Linked DNA regions of Sus scrofa: region 2 is linked to region 1. Evidence: chromatin contacts called from public promoter capture Hi-C data. All regions are on one chromosome and are shown on one strand. Each heading gives the region's core, a stretch centred on a gene start, on an enhancer-like site or on the middle of the called end of the contact. The rest is flanking DNA. Distances are from core to core; before and after follow the strand shown. Region 1 holds the start of LEKR1 (leucine-, glutamate- and lysine-rich protein 1). Region 2 overlaps LOC106505729 (a long non-coding RNA gene).

Region 1 (4,280 bases), core at 672-3,171:
CTGAGTTTCAACTTTTCAAGTTTCCAACAGAATCCTGTTGCTAGTGAGTGATGATACCTTTATTGTAGTAGCCCCAAGGTGTGGAAGTTGTTTCCTGTGGCCTAGACTCAGCCCAACCCCTCCACTTGTTGAAACATCTGCAAATACTTTGTTCATTTCAGAGGCATCTGACCACAGCTAGCCTCCCATCTGGATTGCTTCCTTTTTCCTGATTGCTCATGTAAGGCATCAATAATCTGGGAAGGCACTCAGCAAGAGAGAAACTGGGAGGGCCCCAGGATTAGAGGGAAGTGCTTGGAGGTTAGTTCTTTGGCTTGTCTCTTATACTTATTCATTAACTGATTCATTCAATCATCACCATTTATTGGGTGGTACTAGCAAAGCAAATATCAACCAGAAGCAGTTTCTGTCCTCAAACAGGAAATAATCCTGCATGCTATACTTATTATCTCAGATCAGGAATTATATTAACTAGTTTATAATAATTATATTTGCCAGGTGTCTTCTGTCTGTAAAGTTCTATAATTGCTTTAGTTCTTTGGTAGGTTTAAGATTTATGGAATATTTTCCTTAATCTCTTTGTTCCCCCACTTTGAAACTACATAAAATTGAAGGCAATACTCTCTAAAGGACTTTGTAAATAATAATCACTAATTAATTTAAGAAATACCACAGGAATCTTTATCTGATGAGTGAAATGATAAACTGAGTAATCATTCCTTCATATGCTGCATTTGCTTTAGGCTTATATGTTAAACTACAAAATATTTGCTTAACAGTTATAAGGAAGAGACTATATTTTAAAAGATATTAATGCTGCTGGGTTATTTTTTTGCCCTTATGTGATATTAATTCCACATCTTAAAAATACATCTATATTATGCACACATGTGCACATTTTAGTAAGTTAATTATAATCAAATCATACAAAGATCTAATTAACTCGTCCCAGGAGTTGTTGAGCAATAATTATACGTTCAAAGCACCAGCAGATTTAAGGTGTATACAGGGTGGGGCCCATCCACCCAGGATTTCAAAACCACATGGTTCTTCAGGTCCTGTTGAGGCTTATCTATTTGCACGTCTTCCTGCAGGAGTTTGGACTAATCAGGTCACTACATCTAGACTGCAGTCTCTATCACTGATTGTTTGCAACATGACATAACATCAATAGGCCACAGAGAAGTTAGCAACAGGGTAAAGGAAAACTGCTTTAATACCAAGGATATCGCCTGTTCAGCGTGTTCAGCGGGTCATATATTGTGTATCAAACCATCTGATATCAACTCCTACAAATGAGCTCAGCCAAAAGGTTCAACCATTTTGTCTGATGGTATCATGTTCTCCAGTCACAATGCAATAGTGAGTCAACCTGTTGTGAGCTGACAGTTCTTCCAGTTCGCTAAAATGGAAAAGGCAGGTTGCTGCTCCAGCATTGCTTCTGTTTTGCTGCAGAATATTTCATATGGCCTCATGCCCCAGCTAGTCTTCGTTGATCTAGATAGTAATTGGACATCTTGGAAGCAGACAGAGGTTGGTTCATTTCTCCTTCAGCCTTGGCTTCTCCCCATCCCCCAACGCTCCCTGTCTTGCAACTCATAACAGAGCAGTGCTATTAAATTCAACATGAAAACACACATCAAGGGGCAGATAGGACCTAGGTGCCTGACAACTCTGAAGAACAGTGAGCCCCTACCCTGAATAGTGCTTTGTTCAAATTATAAAAAAAAGACACCTTGGAGTTGTCATTGTGGCCCAGTGGGTTAAGAACCTGACACAGTGTCCGTGAGGATGTGGATTTGAACCCTGGCCTCACTCAGTGGGTTAAGAATCTGGTGTTACCGAAAGCTGTGGCGTAGATTGCAGATGTGACTTGGATCCAGTGTTGCCATGGCAGTGGTATAGGATTCGACCCCTAGCCCAGGAACTTCCATATGCTGCAGGTGCAGCTGTAAAAAGGAAACAAACAAACAAAAAAACACCTCTTCCTCAGGTGGATGGATGGCATATATCTTAGCATGTGAAACTGGGGCTGGAGTCCAAGAGTTCAATGCTTACCCACCTCCTCTGCCAGGCACTATTATGTGGCCAACAAACTGCACAAGTGTACAGCGTCTGGGCAGAAAGGGTATGAGAGCCTTCCAATGATGGCAGAAGACATTAAGAAACATGAGGGCAACTTTAATAAGGAGAATAATGGGAAACAGGGAGTAATGGGTAGTTTTGTCTTATGACTTTCTAAATAAAAGAAGCCTTCTGAATCAAGTCAAAATCACTTACCACTCTGTGGTGACTTCTTTTCCCTCTCAGGGGATCACTTCTAAAAGCTGAGACAAGGAGCAGTTTTTACATTTACACGGAGATGTATGTACTATATCACTATTCCTGAGGTGGTCTGCACTTAAATAGAGGCAAGAAAATTAAACATTAAGTAATCAGTTTTGTCTGATCACTGCTCTATCCCCAACACCTAGAACAATGCCTGACATACATTAAATGAAACTCTAATCCTAGACTGTCAGTCATTGAGCATCTGGAAATACACCAAGATGTTCTCTTGCTTTCAAGATTCCATAGATCAAATTAGTCATCAAAAACTACTTTTCTTTTAAGCACTTCATAGGCAATAGGTCTCAGCTTTCTTACAAAATACCATCACTATAAATACTACTCAAATACCAATTATTTAAAACTTCCATTGCACATCATGAGCTATTTGTCAACTGGCAATAAAACGCCTCTAAGCCAAATGTTTTTATGTAAGGATGCAGCTTTCCAAACTGTACTTGATACAGTACTTGATAGACAAACAAAAAAAAAATTGTGGCATAGTTGTATTTAAACATTATTTTATGCTTTTTAAATTTTATACATGGGTTGTCATAACAGTGTATTATTTATAATATTTGAATGTATCATCTTCCTCCAAAGATCTCAGAACACCTTTGGTGAGTAAGGAATAGTCCTCCACACCTCTGGTGAAGTAGGTATGCTGTAACATATTTCCATTATAGCTGGATCACATGTGAGTCAGTGGCAGGGCTGCATTATTTACTCATGAAAATTTCCTTCCCAGCTCTAACCATTAGAGTATTGCCTACACATTCATTCATTCACTCACTCATTCCTTCCTTCATTCAAAAATTCATTTGATGCAGTTTGCTAGCCACTTAGGCTCAAGTCCCTATTTCCTTACTGCATCATATGAATATTACAATCTGTTAAAAATTCTCATAATATTTAAAATTTAGAGCAGAGATTTTTCTGCACATGGTAATTAATCCTGTTTCATAGTGGCATACCTACTAGTGTGTCACATGCATACTAAGGAAATGACTGAAATACAAAAAAATTTAAAGATATACTTCTCATTCTTAAGTTATGGATGTTAATCACATGTCTCTAAGGCCTTTTTTTTTTTTAATATTTGCCTGGTGCGGCTAAATAGCTGTGTTTTCTGTGTCTAATTAGAAGTTTCCGCTGTGTATTACAGCTGAGTTGGTACAAGATGTTCAAGACCATGAAAAGATGAATGTAATAGCTTCCTTGTGTCATGGTCTGAATTTTTTTTCCCTCAGTTCATTTGTCCTTTTAAGTAATCATACTCTTTGTACCGGCTCTCATCTGTATTCACAGTGATTGTTCTTGCCAAACCATGCCTCCAGACTTGACTGTATAAATTAAATTTCATGCACGCATATGCAAGCCCTGTGCACTGCCTGTTAAACGAAGTAATATAAACAAATTAAGGGCACATTTTAACGATCTTTGAGTTCCATGTAACAGTGGTTTTTAGACAGTTTCCTACTGGGCACAGAATTAGACACTGATCCACAGAGGTCATTTTCAGTGCGCGCCTCGCAAACCGGTCTGCTCATTGAATCCAGCCCCCTAACTGTGCAAGCTGCACTTTCTATGATTTTCTCCTTTGGCTCCCCGCCCCCTTGAAAGGGGCTGATTCACCCCCAGCCCCCTCTGCTGGAGCTGGCGCGACCAAGCCGGCTGCGTGACAGGCTACACTTCCCAGCCCCGCCTCTGTGGTAACTGACTGATCTCATCGCCGCTCGTCACGACACGCGCTGCCTCGGCTGCACGCGGCGTAGCGTGAGAGGCGCCGGGGCAGCCGGCGCGCCCACCCCGAAGCCTTCGTGCGGACGCGCGCGGCCGCCCCTCTGAGGCCAGCGGTGCAGAAAGCTCAGCTGCTTGTCACCACCCCGCCGTCTTCAGGCTGCGAGAAACCGGCCTCCGGACGTCAGCTAATAACCTGACCTCCCAAGCGG
Region 2 (3,980 bases), core at 153-2,652, 280 kb after region 1:
TAATTGCTATTTTCAAGGCTGGATAAAATGGGTATATTTCCCCCATGTACCTTTTCATTTTAAAAAGTAATGGAATTCGGGTACATCTTGATTATTTAGGATAATAAAGGATACATGAGGCCTGGATAGAAAAACCACAAATGGTGAGTAAAATAAGACAAACAGGGATTACTTTTTTCTGTTTATTAACACTCACACCAAGCTGTGTACTTGGTTACCATGGTCTCATGGTATCTCATGTCACAGGCTACACCATATAAAATCACAGAGGCCACCGACAGGCAGGAAGAGAGGCCTGGGCTTGTCGTCTGAGTAATACAAACAGCCCAGTGTGTCAGATGGTAGCCTGGGTGCACTGAGGCCTGATGTGCCCAGCTCAGGAGGGGCTGGTGACCACCTCATCTTTTCTCCTGCCTCTGCCTTCCCCCTAGTGGACAGCTGTGGGAAAGCGTCGTAGTTCCCCTGGGCATCTTTATGAAGGGCTGAGATCTGGCACCCCTGAGAGCTGTCCTCCCCAAGCCCTGTTCCCAGGCCCTCTTGGTCAGTTTTCTGGAGAACCAGGGCTCTGCCTGGTATGCGCTGAAATCTCCTTATGATAAGCACCATCATTTCCTGTGTCACTTCCTCCATTTTCATCTACCTCTGCCCACCTTGTCCCCAGGTGGCCAGCATCTTCCCTTGTGCAATCCCCAGGAGACCTGCCTATTCTAGAAAAGACAAATTATTCCTTTTTTCGGTCCTGCAAACTGTTGAGAACCGACACAATAATGTGCTGCTGAACTTGTCTTCACTGTAGGGGCCTCTTACGCCTCCTGTACATCCCTATAACCATTCATTTATTCATCAGATACCTACTAGGTACTGCACCCTGTGCCAGGCCCTGGAGACACAGAAGAAACTGGGCCAAGGTTCCTGCATGGAGGAGTGAACAGCACAGAGAAGTGACAGTTCCTCCATCAATTGCCATGTGATGACGTTCACACCACTAAAAAGACAACAGCGCTGTGCTGTGGGAACAAAGGGAGTGGAGGCAGAGGCTTTGGGGTTTGTTGTGGGTTCTTGTCACAGCAAGGTTAGCCCAACAACTGCTTTGTTCTAATGACTCAGAAAAATAAATGAGGCTGGCACAGGCCACCCTGACACCACACACCTCTAGAATACCCTGGCTGCGCTGCATATTTTCATCCCTGGCGAAGTCACAGTGTTCTGACTATCCCAGCCTGTGTGGATGCTGCTAAGAGGAGGCAGACATCACCATGAGCTCCCTTAGATGACGCACTGCTTGATGTTCCCACTGTGGCAGCCCTCGGCTCCTGCCAACACTCTGCTCTGCTTTGCTCACTTCAAGCCTCCCTTACTTTTGCTGAGGCCCTATTTTCCTCATCGCTGATTCACAGATATGGGAGACCTAGAAAGAAAAAAAAGGGTAATTATCTCAAATGACTCAGGAGCCCTCTTGGACCCTGTGATCTGTATATAGACTTGCATTGTAAAAGCTGAGGGTAATAATATTGTCATCTGTGTAGGAAAAGCTGGAAGAAAAACAGATCAACATTATGCTGAACTCCTAGCTCCTAGCAAAAATTAGTGTAGAGATGATGAATTCTCAGCCTGTGGCCTGACAGCTGAATATCTCATCGAGGGATGAAGGTGCCTGTAAAGAGTCCCAAAAGAGGAGGAGTTCCCGGGTTGAGGGCCGCATTGCTCATCTCTCTCTCTGCCCCCCCTTTCCCCCTCTCCCTCTCTCCTCTCTCTCTGATGCAATAAACGTTTATGGTATGAATGGCTGCCACCTCCGGTCCCGTCAGGCCCCCCGTGGAGGAAACCCAGTTTGAGAAATGAAACTAACTGGCCGGCCCTAGACCCCTAGAACATGATTTAAGATTCATGAACAAAGAGGAAATGACTTGTCTGCTACAAAACTGCTGAGAACGATGACAATCAAGGAAGGATGGGAATCACCTATAAGAGAGGAAAGGCGAATGGACTGTCGCTCCACTTCAGGCTAACGAGTTGGGGAGTGGGGCGGCGGGGGAGGTGAGACGGAGGACAAATCACCTCCTGGTCTTGGCTGGGGGAGGAGGCGCAGTAGCACTAGCGGGGTCCTCACAGCGACAGAGGCGGCCATTGCGCCCCCAGCGGAGAAGGGTGGAGCAGCAGAGAGTGCCTGTGATATGGGCTGTAGGACTGCGCTGGGCTGGCCAGACTTGTGGATCCCCTAAGAGGCACCCCCCTCAAGGTCTCTGATCCCACCACAGCCCTTCCCACCCTCTGGCAGAGGAGAGCTGGCGCGAGTCCCCGAGGAGGCAGAGCGTGTGTACTGGATGGGGTGGAAGAGGTGAGAAGACAGAGCCAAAAATCTTGGGAATTGACCTGAAATCCTTGGTTTTCCCTAAGGCTGTTGTGGCCTGGAGGAAGGGAAATTACATTATAACTATAAATATTGTGCACTCTGCACATTTTGTAATTAGTCTAAAGAAACTCCTGCAGCCTGTTTTAGGATTGTGTACATTCAAATTATCTTCCTGTGTCCTAGCTCTGGGTTCCATACAATCCTTATTCTTCCTGCATTTCTGTTTTTCTTCCATTTACCCTTAATAGCACCCATAATTCATTCGTTTTTCTCAGCAAATATTGATTGAATGCCCACTCTTTGCCAGGTCATACTAGGAACCAAGAATAAAATGTCAGCAAAACAGACATGGCTCCTGCCCTCATGCAACTTACACAATAGAAAAGGAGATGACCTTGATCAAATACCCATGCAAATTAACATGACATTGCAATGTGTGATGCCCTGAGTACATAACAAGGGGTTTGACTTAATATGGGATGTCCGGGAAATCTCCAAGGAATTGATGAGTCAAATGAAATCTGAAGAAATAGGATTAACTAGAGCAGGAGGGTCCTGTGCATCTCTGTAGAGAGATGGCACTTGTGTCTTCAAGATTGTGAAAGACATGAGTGTGACCAGAGTACAGACAGTGAGCGGGGCAGGATGCCTGGCAAGACTGGGCTCGAGACAGTCATGTACAGGGAGCCACTGCCACAGTGGGAACATCAAGCAGTGCGTCATCTAAGGGAGCTCATGGTGATGTCTGCCTCCTCTTAGCAGCATCCACACAGGCTGGGATAGTCAGAACACTGTGACTTCGCCAGGGATGAAAATATGCAGCGCAGCCAGGGTATTCTAGAGGTGTGTGGTGTCAGGGTGGCCTGTGCCAGCCTCATTTATTTTTCTGAGTCATTAGAACAAAGCAGTTGTTGGGCTAACCTTGCTGTGACAAGAACCCACAACAAACCCCAAAGCCTCTGCCTCCACTCCCTTTGTTCCCACAGCACAGCGCTGTTGTCTTTTTAGTGGTGTGAACGTCATCACATGGCAATTGATGGAGGAACTGTCACTTCTCTGTGCTGTTCACTCCTCCATGCAGGAACCTTGGCCCAGTTTCTTCTGTGTCTCCAGGGCCTGGCACAGGGTGCAGTACCTAGTAGGTATCTGATGAATAAATGAATGGTTATAGGGATGTACAGGAGGCGTAAGAGGCCCCTACAGTGAAGACAAGTTCAGCAGCACATTATTGTGTCGGTTCTCAACAGTTTGCAGGACCGAAAAAAGGAATAATTTGTCTTTTCTAGAATAGGCAGGTCTCCTGGGGATTGCACAAGGGAAGATGCTGTGATGTGTTCAAATGTGCATTGTACAAAGATTGCTCTGGGTGCAAGAGCTTGGAAAGAGTCATAAGTGAGTGCCATGAGCCCCGTTAGGAAATTATTACAGGTGAGTTCAAGACTAGGAGAAGAGCCACGGAGGAAAATAAGGGAGAAGATTCTCCATAGGAAGCAGAGTTGTCGGGATGTTGTGATGGGGTAGAGAGGCTAAGTATTCCACATCTGTATGATTTTCCAACAGTCTCCCCTGCTATGAGCCTTTCTCTTCATGGGCTAGATTGCCATCTGAGATACAAATACAACTTCCC

Evidence for each region. Promoter capture Hi-C pulls out the DNA fragments that hold promoters and counts their contacts.
Region 2: a contact with region 1 is called in a promoter capture Hi-C map of fetal liver, with 3 times the contacts expected there. The contact joins the enhancer-like site here to the promoter of LEKR1 in region 1. A contact is called at or near these places in 2 of 5 promoter capture datasets (fetal liver and liver), 23 of 47 Hi-C or Micro-C datasets (alveolar macrophages, brain, embryonic fibroblasts and 13 more) and 2 of 2 datasets of contacts at active chromatin or transcription factors (alveolar macrophages and skeletal muscle).

Annotation. Positions count from the first base shown.
Region 1 is chr13:96,639,141-96,643,420 of Sscrofa11.1, forward strand. It overlaps LEKR1 (leucine-, glutamate- and lysine-rich protein 1), which reads left to right and starts at 1,922. Exons shown (of 14, transcript XM_021069706.1): 1 at 1,922-4,280.
Region 2 is chr13:96,920,684-96,924,663 of Sscrofa11.1, forward strand. It overlaps LOC106505729 (a long non-coding RNA gene), which reads left to right. Exons shown (of 3, transcript XR_002337734.1): 3 at 1-670. Among named protein-coding and RNA genes, the nearest start is that of CCNL1, 82 kb to the right of the region's middle. Within about 2 kb of position 1,403, at least 52 of the 83 cell types and tissues checked have an H3K27ac peak or open chromatin away from gene starts, as enhancers often do. A contact at or near this core is called in alveolar macrophages, fetal liver, fetal skeletal muscle and 5 more, where this site is marked.